Linked DNA regions of Mus musculus: all the other regions are linked to region 2. The links are chromatin contacts, called in public ChIA-PET and promoter capture Hi-C maps. All regions are on one chromosome and are shown on one strand. Each heading gives the region's core, a stretch centred on a gene start, on an enhancer-like site or on the middle of the called end of the contact. The rest is flanking DNA. Distances are from core to core; before and after follow the strand shown.

Region 1 (4,306 bases), core at 387-2,886, 610 kb before region 2:
CCGTAGAGGGAGGGAACCCTGAAGACAAGCCCAGCAAAGGCCCAGTGAAACAGCACCTCACATACACAGCGACTCTGCTCTAACTGAGCAGAGCGCAAGCCTGAGCATGAAGCCGGAAGTGCGGCTGGGGGTCCTGGGGCAGTGGGGAGCTGTTGTGGGATTCTGTTCCGGAGACTTGCAGCAGGTGGGAGAAACAGGAGAAGGTCCTGGGGGCTTCGGAGAGAAGAGGACCAACCACAAGGGAGGTTCTCCCGTGAAGTTCCTGGAGCTGGGTATGCCTGAGTGTAGAAGGGGAGAGCGCAAAAGGCAGGTACTCCGAAGTTCCCACCTGGAGTGCTGGGGAGACCGTGAAGGTGGAGATACTGTTCTTTTCTCAAGTCAGGAAACACAGGGAGGGCAGATGTGGGGGCAAGGACCAAGAATTGGAGATAAAGGGGACAATCTAGTAAATATCAAGTAAACAAATACCAATACCGAGAGAATGGGAGGTCTCCTACAGAGAAGAGGACAGGCAACCAACCCACACCCATTTCCATCCCCTCACCGAGGTGGCCTGGGAGGCCCCCAGAGTGAGCTCCTCCAGCAGATCCCGGGTGCTGAAGCCCTCCTCCACCATCACAAAGTCCGATTCACTCAGATAGCCAGCCATGCTGAGCAGGAGGAGCCCAGGGGCTGGAGGAAACCGCTGCCTTGGAGCACCGCTGGCTGCCTTGGCCACCGCCTTAGAAAGTATGCAACACACTGTGGGGAGAGGGAGATGGAGGAAACCGCTGGGGAACAGGCTGCATCCCTCACCTCCCCAGGCCTACGGTCCCTGCCCAGTCATGTTCTGTGCCCTTGCCCAAGCCTGAGAAGCCGAGGTTCGCTGGGAATGGTGAAGTTATGTCTGCTAGAGCCTCAATTACCCCCATCTGTTAAATGGGATTGGTTTGGAGTTCTTTTCCAGTTCTGAAATTTGAAATTGGAAGAAAAAAAATGTGGGGACAGATCTGAGAAACCTAGTTGGGGAAGTCTCCTTCCAATTGAAGGATTTCTCCAGTCCAGACTACACCTACCTAAAGGGCCAAAAAAAAAAAAAACAAAACCCGTGAGCTTGAGTTCGAGTCGGCTCTCTGCTTCATGACCTTGGGTCAGTTTCCCCATTTATAAAAGGTTGGTCCTGACACACTAAGAATGCTCTATGAGCCACGGGTGGGTTCTGTCCGCGGGACGGCTCTCTCAAGTGCAGGGCGGGGGTCCCGCACCCCAACCCCAGGCCTCCTTACCAAGCCCCGTCCTCCTTCGCGGGGGCCAGAGCCAGGCGCGCTGCTAGGGGGGGTCGCCGGTGACCTCGAAACTTGTGCAACACCCCGAGGAGGAGTGGCAATTGCGGAGCCGAGGCCCCTGCTGAGAGGAGGCAAGGGGGGCCGGGGGAAGGGTCAGCGCCCAAAGCCGAGGACGCCCGCTCCCCGAGGCTCCCCCCCAGCCATCTCCTGCACTCGCCTTAAAACGCATTTACACGGCTTCGGCCCATAGGTCTCCCCAGCGAGTGAATCGGATCCTCGGCGCCTCCGCTCGCTCGCTCCCCCCGGCTCCGGCCCCGCGGCCTGCGCCCCGCGCGCCCAGCAGCCACCGACCCCACGCCCCGCCTTGCGCCCGCCGCTCGCTTATATAAGCCCCGCCCTAGCCCCGCCCCGGTGCCCTGGCCCCGCCCCTGCCTGCTCCGTAGCCAGGGCAACCGGGTGCCGCCAGCCCATTGGTCGATTCGGACATAAAGCATTCAGCCCTGCGAGGCTGCTCCGCAAAGCTGCGCAGCTAAGCAAGCTGGCTGACTGATGTCCGCGGAGGTCCACGCGGGGAAATCCTTCGAATCCTAGGCGTCTACGTGGTCTGAGCCGCAGATCCTGCGTCCTGCGTCTCAAAAAGTGACTCCGGAAAACTTTTCTGTCCCTGGCTGAAGTCGATGGCCCCCTGCTCCTCCCCTGGTGAAGTTCTGGCTCCGCCCTTGGAGCCCAAACCTCTCCTGTCTTATTTTGTAATATGACCTTTTACTTAATCGCCTCTTCTAGGCATTTTAAACTCCCAACTCAAATGCCAGCTAAAATGTATTCAAATAGAATTTTTGTGGCTTCACGAGCTCGGGGTGATGCCTTCATTCTCAGAATCCACAAGACTCTGGTGAAATGTGGCTTCGACTCAAAGCATGTCTCCTCTTCTATACACAAATCCCTGTTCATCCATCAGAGTCCAGTGTAATATCTTCCTCTATCGGACCATCCCTGGCCCCGAAACGCAATGGGACTCACAGTCCTTGTCTCTGTCTGACCCCTCCCCTCCTTCCCTTGAGCCTTAATATCAGTTGCTGAGATACCCGCACCTGCTTTCCTTTTTTTTTTTTTTGCCTGATAAAACATCTCAGCTTTGTGCACTCCAAGGGCAGGGACTGAGAGCCGGGCTCCTTGGAGTGCTTAGCATGCGCAGGGTGTTGCTCAGAAGCTAATTCAAGAGTTCTCCGGGTAGAAGTCCGAATGCTGCTTGTCTCTGCGCATGTGGCTGCTGACTGGGAAGAGACAGAATGGAACCTTTCCGGTGCTTGGTAATGGTTACAGGTGTGTGTGTGTGTGTGTGTGTGTGTGTGTGTGTGTGTGCGCGCGCGCGCTCCTTGAGTTATACACATATGATTAATGCCCTGTTGTACCTGTTATGTATACTACGTTAAGAGTTTGCAAGTTTTAGCCGGATGTGGTGGCGCACGCCTTTAATCCCAGCACTTGGGAGGCAGAGGCAGGCGGATTTCTGAGTTCGAGGTCAGCCTTGTCTACAAAGTGAGTTCCAGGACAGCCAGGGCTATACAGAGAAACCCTGTCTCGGAAAAAAAAAAAAAAAAAAAAAAAGAGTTTACAAGTTTTAAGCCAGGCATGGTGGCCCATAGCTTTAATCCCAGCAAATCTCTTAGTTCGAAGCCAGCCTATTCTACACAGAGATCTACTACCAGAGCTACACAGAGAAATCCTGTCTCAAAAAAACAAGAAAAAAAATTACAAATTTTAAGAAAACCCTTGGTAGGGTTGGAGAGATGGCTCAGAGGTTAAGAGCACTTGTTGCTCTTTCGAAGGACCAGGTTCAATTCCTAGAACCCACGTGGGAACTCCACCTAATTCCACACCCTCATCTGACTCCCCTGATCACCAGGCACAAATGTGGTACACATATGCATGCAAGTGAAACATTCATACACATAAATCTTTTAAAAAATAAAGAAGGAAAGGAGAGCCCTTGGCATATAATAAGTACCTCATAAATGCTACTGACTTGCCAAGAATATCCCAAGTTTTATTTGGTAGAAATCTATAGAGTCTCACTTAATTAAACTGCCTTTTAATTATTGCTTGAAGTATGTCTGGGGGTGAGAATGTAGCTCAGTTAACAGAGAGCATCCTGGCATGCACCAACTAAACAGGATATGTTGGTATTGTCTATAATCACAGCATTCAGGAGTAAGAGTGGAGACAGGAGGCTTGGAAGTGTAAGGTCATCCTTGGCTACAAGGGGAGTTCAGAGCCAGCCTGGGCTACAGGGGACCTTGTCTTAAGAAAGAAAGAAACAAAACAAAGCCACTAACCCATCTGTAACATCTCCTGAAGAACAGCCAAGATGTTCTTAGAGAAAAGCAAGTCATTTCGTAAAGCCTTAACGTGTATGGGGCCCGGTTCACATCTCCATCACCAAAAAGGGGAGAGAAAAGGACTTCCTCCCCCAGATATCACAAAACATTCTATTAGGTTGTAGTCCTGAAAACAATACGGTTCTGGGGCAGGAAAAGGTAATTGAATAGTCATGTGGATGGGAAAGCTTGGTTTACAATGAAAGCAGAGTTTCATTCAGACTAGTGGAGCTGAGAGCTTGATCAGCTGTGAACATCCATACACCCGCTGGGCTGTAGTCTTTCTGAAGACAAAGGCACATCCTGTCCAACCTCAGTATCTCCCCAAGACGTATTTTACAACCTAATCAAAATAAAGTTCACAACTGAGGCCATGTGGGACCACGGAGTCGGAGAAAGCCATTTTCTGATTCTCACCTTTCCTGAGCCACCCGTGACAACTGAGCAGGCTGCCTGGCCTCCATTACCCCTGTGAACCAATTGGGTTCACACTGCTTTCTTGAGGTCTAGGTCCTTCTGCTTGGAAGCTCTGTGCTTCCTGTGCACAGGGGTATCCACTGTACACGCGTCACTAGCGGGTTCCTGCTTTGAGAGCTAGCAGCCATTTACAGCATGAGACTCACAGTTCCTGTCCATGAATCCTCTTCCTCTCTCTCAAGGAGC
Region 2 (4,011 bases), core at 600-3,099:
TGACAAAGCCCCGAATAGGTGTAATTTTTGGGTGTGAACCAACACTCTGCAGGGAGAGGAAGTACCTAGCTTCCCTTAAGCACCTACTGTGTGTCAATACTATCCAGGGCACATTATCATTATTATCCCTTTGATTTTGCCAGGCATTTTGGAAGCAAGAGCTTTGTTATTGTGTCTTTATAAACAGACTGAAATATGGGGCGGACAAACCACTCACTCAGACAGTGAATTCTTCCTGGGCCTTTCTCTGATGCTGAAAAGTGTGTGTGTGTGTGTGTGTGTGTGTGTGTGTGTGTGTGTGTGTTTACACTATACCACACCTGGGCTCTTGCACCTTTGACTTTATTCTGAGGTCTCTGCCTCTGTGGTCCCGGAGAGCAGCACAGGGGGTGGGGACCTTAGTTTTCTGTCCTAAGCACCTTCCAGAATGAGCCTTGTTCAGGAAGCTTCTAGATTCCCTTGAAGGAAACTTCTCCCTCGTCTGATCTCAACCCATTCTCTGACTTTGTCCTCTGGGCTCTTTTGAGAAGAGCCACCATCCTGAGCTCCAAGAACAAGCAACCCTGTTGGATTCCTCTCCCAGTCAGCACAGGGCCAGCCTAGAGGACTGCAGTTCAAGGACAGATGAAACACCGGAAGAGCCAGTGTGTTTCCTGCCCCTGTAAGGAGGCAAGGTCTTGGAAGAGGCCAGCATATGCTGACAAGATGGAAAATCTGTGACATAAACATCTACGGTGAGGCAAGGGAAACCTGGACAGTCAGTGGAGGAAGAGACCGTCCTCCAGAGTTTAGAGTTTGACTGAACGAATGGGTGGTGGCTGGTGACAAGATTCTGGGCCTCTATCCTTTAGGGTCTGAAGGAAGAATCATGAAGGCCGACATGAACACACAAATACAGCTGAGTTAAGACAGGATGGGGACAAGGGCAAAGGCAAGAACATCCTGTCCTGACACTTGGCAGGACAGGAGCGGTGACTTTCCAGAGGGAAGTTCAGAAGTTCTTGCCCTGCTCCAGCTATACCCAGTTCAGGATAAAAATAGTCTTTCCTCTTCCCTTCTCCCATCTCGTTCACTACCAACTTCCCCGGGGAACACACATCCATTCTGGATAAACGCCCTACACATATCTATCTGCTTCCTTACTGACTCCTCTGTGTTTCAGGATGCTGGTTGCTAAGGCTGCCGTCGATTCTCATATGTCCACCTGGATCCCATGGGTTACTCTTTCATCTGTTTCTGCCACTTGGGTCTGCCTTAGGGACCTGGGGACTGATTCCTGGGGCCCTGCCCTCAGGACGGTCCATCTCATCACCCTGTGTGCCACAGGCATAGAAGGAGCCCAGGTCAAGCCTACACCCCCACGCAAGGTCCTGCTTTGCCGCGGACCATCGTGAGGAGGTATGGGTTAAGACAGGGTCACAGCCACCTTTGGACCTCAGAAACCTCATCCTCTGAGCTCAAGGAACTGGACAGGTGGCTGCTGGTGGCCTTCTTAACACTTGACATCATGTGCTGGCTCTCCCAGGAGTGTGCTCCTCCTAAGGTGGGAAATGATGGACAGCAGATGGCAGAGGCAAGAGCCACCAGCTCAGACAACCTCCAGGAAGGCATTTCTGAAAGGTTTCTGTACACCTAAGGAGCCTAGGCCTCCACAGACGCAGTGTTCTGCTGTCTGGTTCCCACCATTGCCCCCTTCTACACTGTTGTTCCCAGTACCCCTTACCTGCCCAGCCTGGGAGCCTTCTGGCCTATTCACATGATGCTCCTAGCCTGGCTTGGCTGCCTGGACCCGGTGTCAGCTCCCCTCGCCGTCGTAGTCACCACCTGTCTCCTCGCGCCCACGTTCCACCCTGACTTCCTGTCTCCTGAGGGCTCTGCAGCCAACCCAGCCCCAGCAACCCAACCACAAGCCTCCAGCACCTCAGGCTTCCTGCTGCCATAGACCTAGACCCCCTCAGCCTCTTGGGTCCCATACATCTCTAGGCCAGCTTCTACTCATACTGAGGGAGGCACTTAGGGAGGAAGGCTGTGTGTGATGGCATAGGTCCATATTCCCAGCGTTCTGGAGGTGAAGACAGGAATGGCTACATACAGAGTTCCAGACCAGCCTAGACCCCTCAAGTCCAATCATCATCATCATCGTCGTCGTCGTCATCAACCAATGAGAGGATTTTTTTTTAACGCAGGGACTCACCGTGTTGCCCTGACTGTTATGGAATTTGCTATGTTGCCTTGAACTCACAGAGATTCACTTGCCTCTTCCTCCCCTTGAAGGTCACTAAACATGGTGGGGAAGGCTGTTTGATGGAGCACTCCTCCTACCCTCCAAGATACTCCTGGGTAAGAGAAGAGAGCCTTTGCCCCCGTGAGCAGAACACAGCAGCTACAGTTTAGCTCACAGGGAAGGAAATGGCGCTGCACTCAACTCCAGCCGTGCTATGTAAGAACTGGGTGGCCTTTAATTTAGCCGGACAGCCAAAGGCATCTCTTGTTCAGAGTTGAACCTGGACAGCATCTATCTCTGTTAGATAGTTGGTGACAAGGTTATATGTACTATAGTAAAAACAGCAGCCACATTCACTGGCAGAGCCGTATCCATGTCATCCTGTGCCTAAGGATCGACTGTTGACAGTCTGTTTCAGGAGGAAGACAAGAAAACCTCATGTCTTAAGGCCCTAGTGACAGGCTGGGGCATGGTGGCATAAGGCTTTAATCCCAGCATTCCGGAGGCAGAGGCTGGCAGATCTCTGCAAGTTTCAGGCCAGACTAACTTATGCAGTAAGTTCCAGGACAGCCAGAGCTACATAAAGAGACCCTGTTTCGATAGATAGATAGATAGATAGATAGATAGATAGATAGATAGATAGATAGATAGATGATAGGTAGATGGATAGATAGGTAGATACACACATACATACATACATACACACATACACACATACATACATACACACATACATACATACACACATATATGCATACAGAGATACATAGATACATAGATGATAGAGATAGATACATAGATACATAGATAGATACATAGATACATAGGTAGATAGATACATACAAACATAGATACATACAGAGATACATAGATAGATACATAGATGATAGAGACAGATAGAAGATAGATAGATAGATAGATAGATAGATCGATAGATAGATAGATAGTAGATATAGATAGATAGTAGATAGATAATAGATAGATAGATAGATAGATAGATAGATAGATAGATAGATAGATAGATAGAATAACAGGCAGGGGACAGGACAGCACAGCAGAATGGTAATTCAAGTAGAGGCAAGGCCACACCCCTAATGGAGCGCATAGCCATAACCACGAGTTGCCTCCGGTAGAGGACCGAGCAAGCATACTGCACAGGTATCTGTGGCGGGCAGAGACATTCTGACATCAGCAGGAGTTTAAGAACTCCACAACAAGCTGCCAGCAGGCAAAAATGAGGATTGTGTCCCTCACAGGCAGAGGGCCAGGCCACCAGTGATGTGAGGAACCCCAAATGGCCCCTATCAGGGCCAAGAATGGGTCCTGACCTCACTGGAAAGAAAGTGTAAATGTGTCACCTCTTGAGCTACGCTGAGTGAGCAGGCAGGGGGAGGGGAGCCCACAGAGCATTGTTGGGGTTTGTGAGGTAGGAGCTGAAGCTGTGTGCACCTCAGCTGCAGAGGGAAGGGGGAACAGGAAATGGCGGGGGGGGGGGGGGGGAGGAAGTCTGAGTTGGAAAGTCAGACAAAGAGAGAAACACAGAAACAAAGGCTGAGAGTCACACAGAAGGAAAAAAAAAAAAACAACCCAACCCTGAGAATGACAGAGCCGGCAGATGTGTCTCCAGACCTGATATACCGCCCTGCTGTCCTCACTTAGAAACCTTAGCATTTTACAGCTCACCTCAGCTTCAGCACCCGCCTGGGGGGCACGGTGCTGACAAGCAGTGCATGAATTCTAAAGTGTGTGTTCTAAAGTAATGCATATCTAGCTGCCCGTGGAGCAAG
Region 3 (4,358 bases), core at 994-3,493, 580 kb before region 2:
GTTTCTGGTCTCTCTTGTCCCTGACCATGGATGTGTGTGCACATGTGAGTGCAGGTGTGTATGTGTATGCACATTGGTAGAAAGACCAGAGGTTGACTTCTGGTGTCTTCTGCTTATTTCTCTCTACCTTTTGTTTCTAGATTTATTTATTTTACCTTATATGTGTGAGTGTTTTGTCTGCATGTACATGTGTATGTGCACTGCACGTGTGCCTGGTGCCTTTGAGGGTAGGAAAGAACTGCATCAGATCTCCGGAACTGGAGTTACAAAGGGTTGTGACTTCCCATGTGGATGTCGAGAGCCAAACCAACACCCAGTGCTCTTAACCCCTGAATCATCTCTCCTGCCCCTCTACCTTCTCTTTTGAGACAAGACAAGGTTTCTGTAGCCGTGGGCTTTCCCACCTGTACCCCAGTTCCTGAATAACTACTCGGAGGCTTCTTTGTTTATGAATAATTGCCTAGGCCATAGCTTTAGCTTGTCCCCTGACTAGCCTGTCACTTACCCAACCCATTTAAACGCTTCTGAGTTCAGCCACATGGCTACTTTCTTCTCAGTCTCATGAGCCCAGAGTCTGGGCCAAGCATCTTCCACCTCTGACTATCACCCAGAGTTCCCATCTCTTTCCCGGAACTCCCATCTTCTACTTCCTGCCTTTTGTTAAAGGGCCATCTGCTTTTGATTGGCAGGTGATGCTTCCACACAGTACACATCGATTCTCTCTACAGGCCTTCCATTGTATCTGAAGCTCACTCATTAGGCTAGGCTTTCTGCTCAGTGAGCTCCAAGAGTCTGCCGATCTCTACCTCCTCAGGGCTGGGGTTGTAAACAGTTGCTGACGTTACCTGAGTGCCGGGCACCAGAACGCAGGCCCTCACACTTGAGTGCTAGACACCAGTGACTGAACTTTGCCCTGCCCCTTAGTTCACAGTGTTACTTGTAATCCTGTGACCATGTAATTATATAGTGATCAGCTCTTACTTCCGCTTCCGGTCTTAAAAAGGACACAATAAACCCCTGCTTCCTTCAAGGCCACTAAGAGAACCCAACCAGATCAAGCTGGCTCCCATGAAAATCCAGGATGAGCAAGAAGTATGAATGTTAGTTTCTCTTTTTTCATTTGAATTTATTTCTTATTTTCTGTGTGTGAACATATATGTACGCGCAGATATGTGTACCACAGCACACATGTGGAGCTCGGTGGACAACCTGTGGGAGTTGGTTCTCTTCTTTCTTTCATTGGGGGTGGGGTCTTGTTAATCAAACGCAGGTCCTCAGAGTTTGGTGGCAAGTGTCTATACTAGCTGAGCCATCTGGCTAGCTGGTTAACATCATTTACCACTAGGGTGTAGAAAATGGTTGCACTGTGCCTGTGGGGCAAGAATGGTTTCCTAATCACACTTGCACTTACAGTTGAGAAAGGCTCCTTTGGGACAGGATGAAACTTTGACACACCTAAAAGCTGGCGACATCATTGCCTTGTTCAAGACAGGCTCATCTCTCTGGATAAAAACTGTCTTTCTGCTGACTTAAAAGTCAGGAAGGTTGTCTGTGTTCATATATGCATATGTGTTTTATTTTTACAGTCCTGGGGATTGAGCCCAAAACTTCTGTCTCTGTACTATAGCCAGCCCCAGCTATCTTCATTTTCATTTTGGGACAAGGTCTCATTAAACTGCCCAGGCTGGCCTTGAATTCACCGTCGTGGCCTTGACAAGCTTTAAATGTGATCTTCCCAAATAGCCAAAGTTATGGTGCTGTTCAATGGGGGTGTTCTGGAGGGAGAGGGTGTCAGATTACAAACTTGTTGGAATTTACTTAACCAATCTTATTATTAGACATCAACATCTTTGTCAGGAACTCATTACATATTCCTTGTTTCTGCCTTTGAATTCTTGGAAGTGGAATTACTGGTCCAAAGGTTACGTTATTGCCAATTTGTTTCCTGGGAGTGATTTTACCCACTTACACTCTCACAGGCAATTTTACGGGGCTCAAACAGAGACTCTGGAGTTATTAACTGTCAAAGGCCAAACTAGAACTTCACCCGCTCCAGGCTTCCTTCTCGTTTTTCCCGCCCACTCCATACACCAGCCGAGAGCCGCACGCGCTCTGTTGCCCCAGCTCTTCCCAGGCTGGCCCGCCTCTTCCTCGTTCCCAATTCTGCCCAATCGGAAACAGAATTTTCTTAGTCTCGTCGTACGATTGGTAAATGAAAGTGCCCGTCAAGTTCGGGGGCGGGTAGAGAGGGTTGACGGATGCGGCGAGCGACCAGTGTGAGCCCGGAGTAGGATGTACGCTGGCCTGGAAGCGCTAGACCTGTGAGGTGTGCGGCTGGCTGTTGGAGTGAAGCTTTGGAAGACATGGCTCCCAACGTGTTGGCTTCCGAACCGGAGATTCCGAAGGGCATCCGGGCCGTGTTGCTGGGGCCGCCCGGGGCTGGCAAGGGGACGCAGGTGAGTGTCGGTTCCGTGTCGGGCGGTGGAGCCCGAGAAGCTACAAGGTCAGGGCGGTCGGAGAGCCGGAAGCTCCTTTCCCGCCCCGGAGCTGGGTGGTGAGCCCTGGCCTGCAGGGACCCTCGCGGGGTCTCCAGTTGTGGCGCGGTGTTTAGGGGAGGGTCCCAGTCGCAGTAAGGGGGAGGCTGGGTGGAGGTTCTTGGGGGAACCCAGGATCGTGTTAGGGCATCCAGGGACTGTTACTTGAAAATTGTGAAAGGCAGGGCGATCCCCCAGGCTGAAGCTCTGGATCACAGGCCCGAATGGGAGAAAGCTTTGTGACCAAGTCGCCCTCGGAGTTGAGAGCGTATTGCCCTGAGTCAGGGATAATTTCTAGGCATAAGGGGGTGAAACTTTTAATTTTTTTAATGGCTAATGATTAGGGGTACTAAGAAGTCTCCACGTGGGGCAGAGTGGTTACTGGTGTATGCCTATCGAGGCGTTCTGCCAAGAGTGAGGCATGAGCCGCGGGAGCCACCAGTGTTGTTGGGGGTGGGGGGATGGGAGAAAACCTTTCCAGCTGGCCAGAAAACTGGAGGTGAATGTATAGATTCGGTTCATAAGCCACGGGCATCATGGGGGGTTGTGAGTGGGGCAGGGAGTGCTCATGGAGCAGCATGAGATGGCTCTGATGGTTGTAATTGAGCAATTGAGGGCCGCTAACGTGCTAGATCAACAGGTAAGAAAACAGGTGTAGAGGTCCAGTGACTTTTCAAAGTTAGTGAAATCGGTTTCACAGAGGCCTCAAGGATTGCCTTCTGCCCCACTGCAGAGCCTCCCTTGCTTGGCATCTGGGCCATAGATCAGGGCTGGGATTTATGCTGGCACGTAGGGCTTGGAAGCTCATATGGTGGGCCGTTGGTGTCACTTTCTTGCCCAGCCTTTGGCCACAACCACCCACCCCTCAACTCTACCTCCCCATCAGACCCCAAGCTTTGATGATCACTATGCTCTAAAGAGGGAATTCTTTCAAGGTTGCGTTCCCAAGCAAATGAGTGCTGTCCTCCCTCTTCACAGCACTGCTGAGTTTATTGTTATGTTTTTAAAGATACCTCCCCTCTGTCTCCCTCCGTCTCCCTCCCTCCTTCTCTCTCTCTCTGTCACACATAAGGTGGGAGAGTGTGTGTGTGTGTGTGTGTGTGCGCAGGGACGTAGAGAAAGAGTGTGTGGGGACATGCGTGCCGTGATGCATACGTGGAGGTCAGAGTGCAACTTGCTGGAATCATTTTCTTTTTTCTACCATGTGGAGCCCAGGGATCGAACTCGGACCGTCAGACTTGACGGCAAGCTACTTTACCTGTGAACCCATGTCACCTGTGTACCTATGTCACCTGTGTACCCACGTCACCTGTTCTGTTTGCCAAGTTCTCAGTATTTTGGCAAGCAGATCAGCATCTCGGGCTGTACAGTCTACGTATATGTGTGTATATCTGTGCATGTAGAACGCTATGTATGTAACTTCTCAGTGTTTCTACCTAGAAAATGTAAAGCTTACAAAGACATTGGAAGATGATGGCTTTTATATTGAGAGCACCCACACATTCCTAGCTGGTGGCAGGGCGCGTGACAGCTGTGAACGCTGACCACTCAGTGGCATCTCTCTCTGCCCCCAGCTCAGGTGTAGTGCAGCAGCATGAAGCTGATTCATTCAGATCTGGGAGGACCATGTGCCGTGGGCTCATGGAAGGCAGTGCGAGAATCATGGAAGTTGGTCCAAGACGGCTTTGTGCAATGATTAGAAGTTTGGCTTGAAGGATGAATATGGATGCTCATGTCTGTCTGTAGTCCCAGTGACTTAGGCAGGAGGAGACTAAAGTCAAATTTGATGATAGCCCAGCTAAAGTTTAAAGGCTGGCCTGGCTA
Region 4 (4,193 bases), core at 340-2,839, 690 kb before region 2:
TTTCCTGATGGTCTTATCCTGACAGACAATCACGGTGCAAACTGACCTCTTGCAGGTCCTGAGACAGCAACCACCTCCCTGGGGCCAGCCTTTCCTTCCTCCTGCAGGCCTCGGCTTTGCCACAGTTGCTCACCCGTGCCTAGCACTGCATGCATGCAAAGGGTCCCCCTCCTTCACTGTACTGATGATGTAGTGTGTATCTTGCACACCAAGAAACCCAAACCAAGGCAGGCCATTTTTCTGCTCGAAAGCCCAACACCTTCAAGAAATTCTTCTCTAAGATGCCCATGCCTTTCACCTTCCCCAAACTTCTTCCTTATCCCACTCTCAACAGAACAGAACAGAACAGAACAGCATGCAGGTCTCCATGTGCCCCCCCCCACTCATGCTTCTGTTCTCCCTGTCTCTGTCTGTCTCTCTGTCTGTCTGTCTCTCTCTTTCACCTTCTTAGAAATCCCTTTCCTCCCCTCCATCTGGCAGAGATGACAAGGTCTCCCATTATACTTTTTTTCTTACTCCAACTTCTTATACACACACACACACACACACACACACACACTCACACACATGCTCACACAGCAATGCAGAAACATCCGATGAATGGAAAGAACCTTTGAGCTAGACGTTAGGCAGGGTTCTCTCCACAATCTTCTACTAAGAGCCCTCCTTAGAAAGGGAAGAGGAAATAGAACCTAAAGGTTTAGGAGAATGGCGACTTTGAACTTAGCCCATGCCAACAGGGCAAGTCTCTAATTTTATCACTACAATCTATGCAAACATTATATATTCTATGCAGACTACAGAGCACCGTCTTGTCTTAATACTCAGTTATTATTGCCCTTAGTTCTTCAAATTGATCATCCGGAGAGATGTTCCTTAGGTGCTATCTTCTCACTTTTTCTTCATTAGCTGTCCTCTCGCCCCCTGCCGCCAGGACCCTAAACAAACCTGACAGCTGTGCAGACCCAGAAGAAACAGCTGTTTTTCCCGTCCCTGGGGGTCAGGAGCACAGTGGCAGCGAGGCGGGGTCTGGAGGCCCCTCCCCTCCCCCCGCCCGCCGCGGGGGCGGAGCGGCTCGGGTCCCGCCCGCGGGGGCGGAGAGGGAGCCTGGGCGCCGGGCAGTTCGGCTCGGCTGGTTCCGGGTTGAGAGGCTGCGCTGGACCGAAGCGGTGGCCGCTGAGCTGGTGCGGGTAAGGGGCCGCGCGGGGCCGGGATCTGCGGCCAGGGTCGGGCAGCTGAGTGGGCCGGCACCCCTCCTCTGCTCTGCCGGGCAAAGCCGCGGTGCGGCTGGGTCTGGCTGCTCTGTCCCGCAGAATTCCCCATCCCCAGCTCGACCCCCTCTCAAAGCTTTTCGGGTCCCGGGATTCCGCCCCTCTTCGGGATCTCCTCCTCGCAGCATCTATCCCTTGGGAGTGTCTGGTCCTCTAGATCCTCCTCGCCTGGAGCCCCTTCCTTGGGACGCCCTCGGCCTCTCTCCTCCAGCGCCCATCGCTGGTGGCCACCTAGGACCTCGAAACCGAGCTCCGGTGCTCGCATCCCGGGTGGCACCCACTCGGCACCGAGCCCTCGCGCCTCCGGCGTCGCAGACAGCTCCCCCCGCGCTCCCCGGCGCCTGTCGCCCGTGCCCCCGTGGGCCTGGCCCCCGGGTACCGCCCCCAATCGCGCCGCGCCGGCCGCCGGCCTCCCGGGCTCCGCTTCGCGCCGCCCCTGGCGCCATGGCGTGCAGCCTCAAGGACGAGCTGCTGTGCTCCATCTGCCTGAGCATCTACCAGGACCCGGTGAGCCTGGGCTGCGAGCACTACTTCTGCCGCCGCTGCATCACCGAGCACTGGGTGCGGCAGGAGGCTCAGGGCGCCCGCGACTGCCCGGAGTGCCGGCGCACGTTCGCCGAGCCCGCGCTCGCGCCCAGCCTCAAGCTGGCCAACATCGTGGAGCGCTACAGCGCCTTCCCGCTGGACGCCATCCTCAACGCGCGCCGAGCCGCGCGACCCTGCCAGGCTCACGACAAGGTCAAGCTCTTCTGCCTCACGGACCGCGCACTGCTCTGCTTCTTCTGTGATGAGCCCGCGCTGCACGAGCAACACCAGGTCACTGGCATCGACGATGCCTTCGAGGAGTTGCAGGTGCGAGGCGGACAGGCGGGGCTGTAGGTGGGGTCAGGGTTCCAATAGGGGCAAGGGCCACAGGCCGGCTTAATGCCAAAGGGGCGTGGCTCCTGTGAGGGGCGGGGCAGGGGCGGGTCCCTTGAGCATCACTGTGTCAAATGGGCTTGAGAGAGATCTGGATGGGAGACAGGTCGAGGTGGGATAGGATGATGGAGAGAGGAAGCTACAGCTGGACCAGATGCTGGCTGAGGCTGAGACAGAATGGGAGACAGCAGCTCCTTCTGGACTTTTGGGCAAAGGAAGGACCACTATCAAAGCTAACCTGGGAGTCGAAGTGGGGTGTGTGGGAGGGGTGAGCTACTCTAAATGCAGCTACAGAATTCTGGAATGTTTGGGGCATTGTGGGATGCGGCTTGCTGCTCCAGGTGTTCATTGAGATCTAGAGTGAGGCCTGGGCCTCGGTTGGATGATGAAAGTGAGAGTTAAGCTTAAGACGTGCAAATTGTTCAGAGGGCAGGTTTGGGTGCCAAGATTAGATCAAGGTATGTGAGGTGAGAGTCTAAGGTCGGCCTCAAGTTCAGATATGACAAGAACCTTTTTTTTAAAATTTAAACCAGAGTAGGGGCCAATTGAGAGTGGAACCAGGAATTAAAGATTCAAGATTTGGAGAATTAGACAAGATTTGGAGGAGGGGAAGACAAGCTTCTAGGAATTCCCAAGGCCTGGTGATGACCCCTCTTGTCTTCTACATCCGAATCTTTGAGTACTCAATTGGACATAGCCCTTAACTGCAGCTAGTCTCCCCTAAACCTTTCCGTTGTCATTGACAAGAGGGCAAGACCCTGGTCAGTGTGTTTAATACTCTAAGACCCCACCCAAACATTTTCCTTTCCTCAAGCTCCATTGTCGTGTGTGTGTGTGTGTGTGTGTGTGTGTGTGTGTTTGTATAGAGAGAAAGAAATATAGGTAGATACACGTGCTGAGAACTACATTTTCCTGGATGTCTTCTATCAATAAGATAGTATTGATATCAATAATCAATTATTTTATTGTCTGTGTGCAAGTATCTTGCCTGCATGTGCACCATGTGCATGCGCACCAAGAGGCCAGAGGAGGGCATCAGATCCTGTGGACCTGGAGTTACACACGATTGTGAGTCACCACCGTGGGTGCTGGGAATCAAACCCAGGCCCTCAGCAAGAGCTCTTAGCTGCTGAGGACGGTGATGTTGCCGCCTCAGGGGTGGGACTCTAAGGAGAAGCATTCCACGATCCGCTTTAATCGGATAATGCAGCATATCTTCCAAATCCTCCCCACTAGAGGATTCTCAGTAACACAGTCACCTGGTGGAATTCTGTTACACAATCTTGGTGGGAGGATACCCACTAAAGCCTATTTAATGATGCTCAAGCGTCTTTGACTTCTTTTCTCAAGCTGAGCAGTTTCAGCCCAGCCAGTCTCTTCCCTGGCTTTGGGATACCAGTCATAGACAATACCTCAAGGTAGCAACAGCTTTTTCCCTGGCATGTTTATTGTCCCCAAACTGGCACAGGCTTAGCCCACAGGACCTATCAATAAAACTTGAATGAATGAATGAATGAATGAATGACCAAACTTGGTCTAAGTTCACCCCAGCTGGAGGATTCCAAAGTGGAAGATGTTTTTCATATATATATAAAAAAAAAAGAATAAGAAATAGAGTCACTAACCTGTGAGTGGTGAGTTCTATGTCCCTCAAGATATTTAATCAGGAATTTAAATACCTACTCTCCTGCCTGGACTTTGATGAGGCTGCCCTGGGAAGACCTTATCTGAAGTGTGTAGGGTGGGAGCATCAGCAGTTCCTATTGCCATCCTTCCTCCTCCCAAGATCTTTCCAGAACCCCTGTACCCTGCTGGCTAGCCTCATCTCTCTCACCTGAGGAAGAGACTTGCCTCAATGAACCCCTTTGGACTTAGGCAGGTGCTGGCAGAGAAACTTGCCTCCCTTTCGGGAGGCTATGCTGAGAGGTGGGGTTCAGGCCACACTCCACCCCCTTCTGCCTCTCCTAGGCTCATTAGCTGCTGGGGATGGGGCAACCTCCACCC

What was found. Promoter capture Hi-C pulls out the DNA fragments that hold promoters and counts their contacts. ChIA-PET counts read pairs in DNA pulled down with a chosen protein or histone mark.
Region 1: a contact with region 2 is called in a promoter capture Hi-C map of liver, with 3 times the contacts expected there. The contact joins the promoter of Azin2 here to the promoter of Lck in region 2. A contact is called at or near these places in 4 of 39 promoter capture datasets (the C10 cell line, liver and pre-B cells), 2 of 115 datasets of contacts at active chromatin or transcription factors (memory CD8 T cells and pancreatic cancer cells) and 1 of 9 other capture datasets (adipose tissue).
Region 3: an RNA polymerase II ChIA-PET map of memory CD8 T cells shows a contact between it and region 2, with 11 read pairs. The contact joins the promoter of Ak2 here to the promoter of Lck in region 2. A contact is called at or near these places in 2 of 39 promoter capture datasets (the SN4741 cell line and hippocampal neurons) and 2 of 115 datasets of contacts at active chromatin or transcription factors (bone marrow-derived macrophages and memory CD8 T cells).
Region 4: a promoter capture Hi-C map of liver shows a contact between it and region 2, with 5 times the contacts expected there. The contact joins the promoter of Trim62 here to the promoter of Lck in region 2. A contact is called at or near these places in 2 of 39 promoter capture datasets (both in liver) and 1 of 115 datasets of contacts at active chromatin or transcription factors (memory CD8 T cells).

What each region holds. Positions count from the first base shown.
Region 1 is chr4:128,960,819-128,965,124 of GRCm38.p6, forward strand. It overlaps Azin2 (antizyme inhibitor 2), which reads right to left and starts at 1,637. Exons shown (of 11, transcript NM_172875.4): 1 at 1,483-1,637; 2 at 1,266-1,386; 3 at 545-741. The coding sequence starts at 649.
Region 2 is chr4:129,571,792-129,575,802 of GRCm38.p6, forward strand. Lck (lymphocyte protein tyrosine kinase) reads right to left here and starts at 1,850. Exons shown (of 13, transcript NM_001162433.1): 1 at 1,724-1,850.
Region 3 is chr4:128,990,981-128,995,338 of GRCm38.p6, forward strand. It overlaps Ak2 (adenylate kinase 2), which reads left to right and starts at 2,244. Exons shown (of 7, transcript NM_016895.4): 1 at 2,244-2,456. The coding sequence starts at 2,364.
Region 4 is chr4:128,882,455-128,886,647 of GRCm38.p6, forward strand. Trim62 (tripartite motif-containing 62) reads left to right here and starts at 1,590. Exons shown (of 5, transcript NM_178110.3): 1 at 1,590-2,123. The coding sequence starts at 1,716.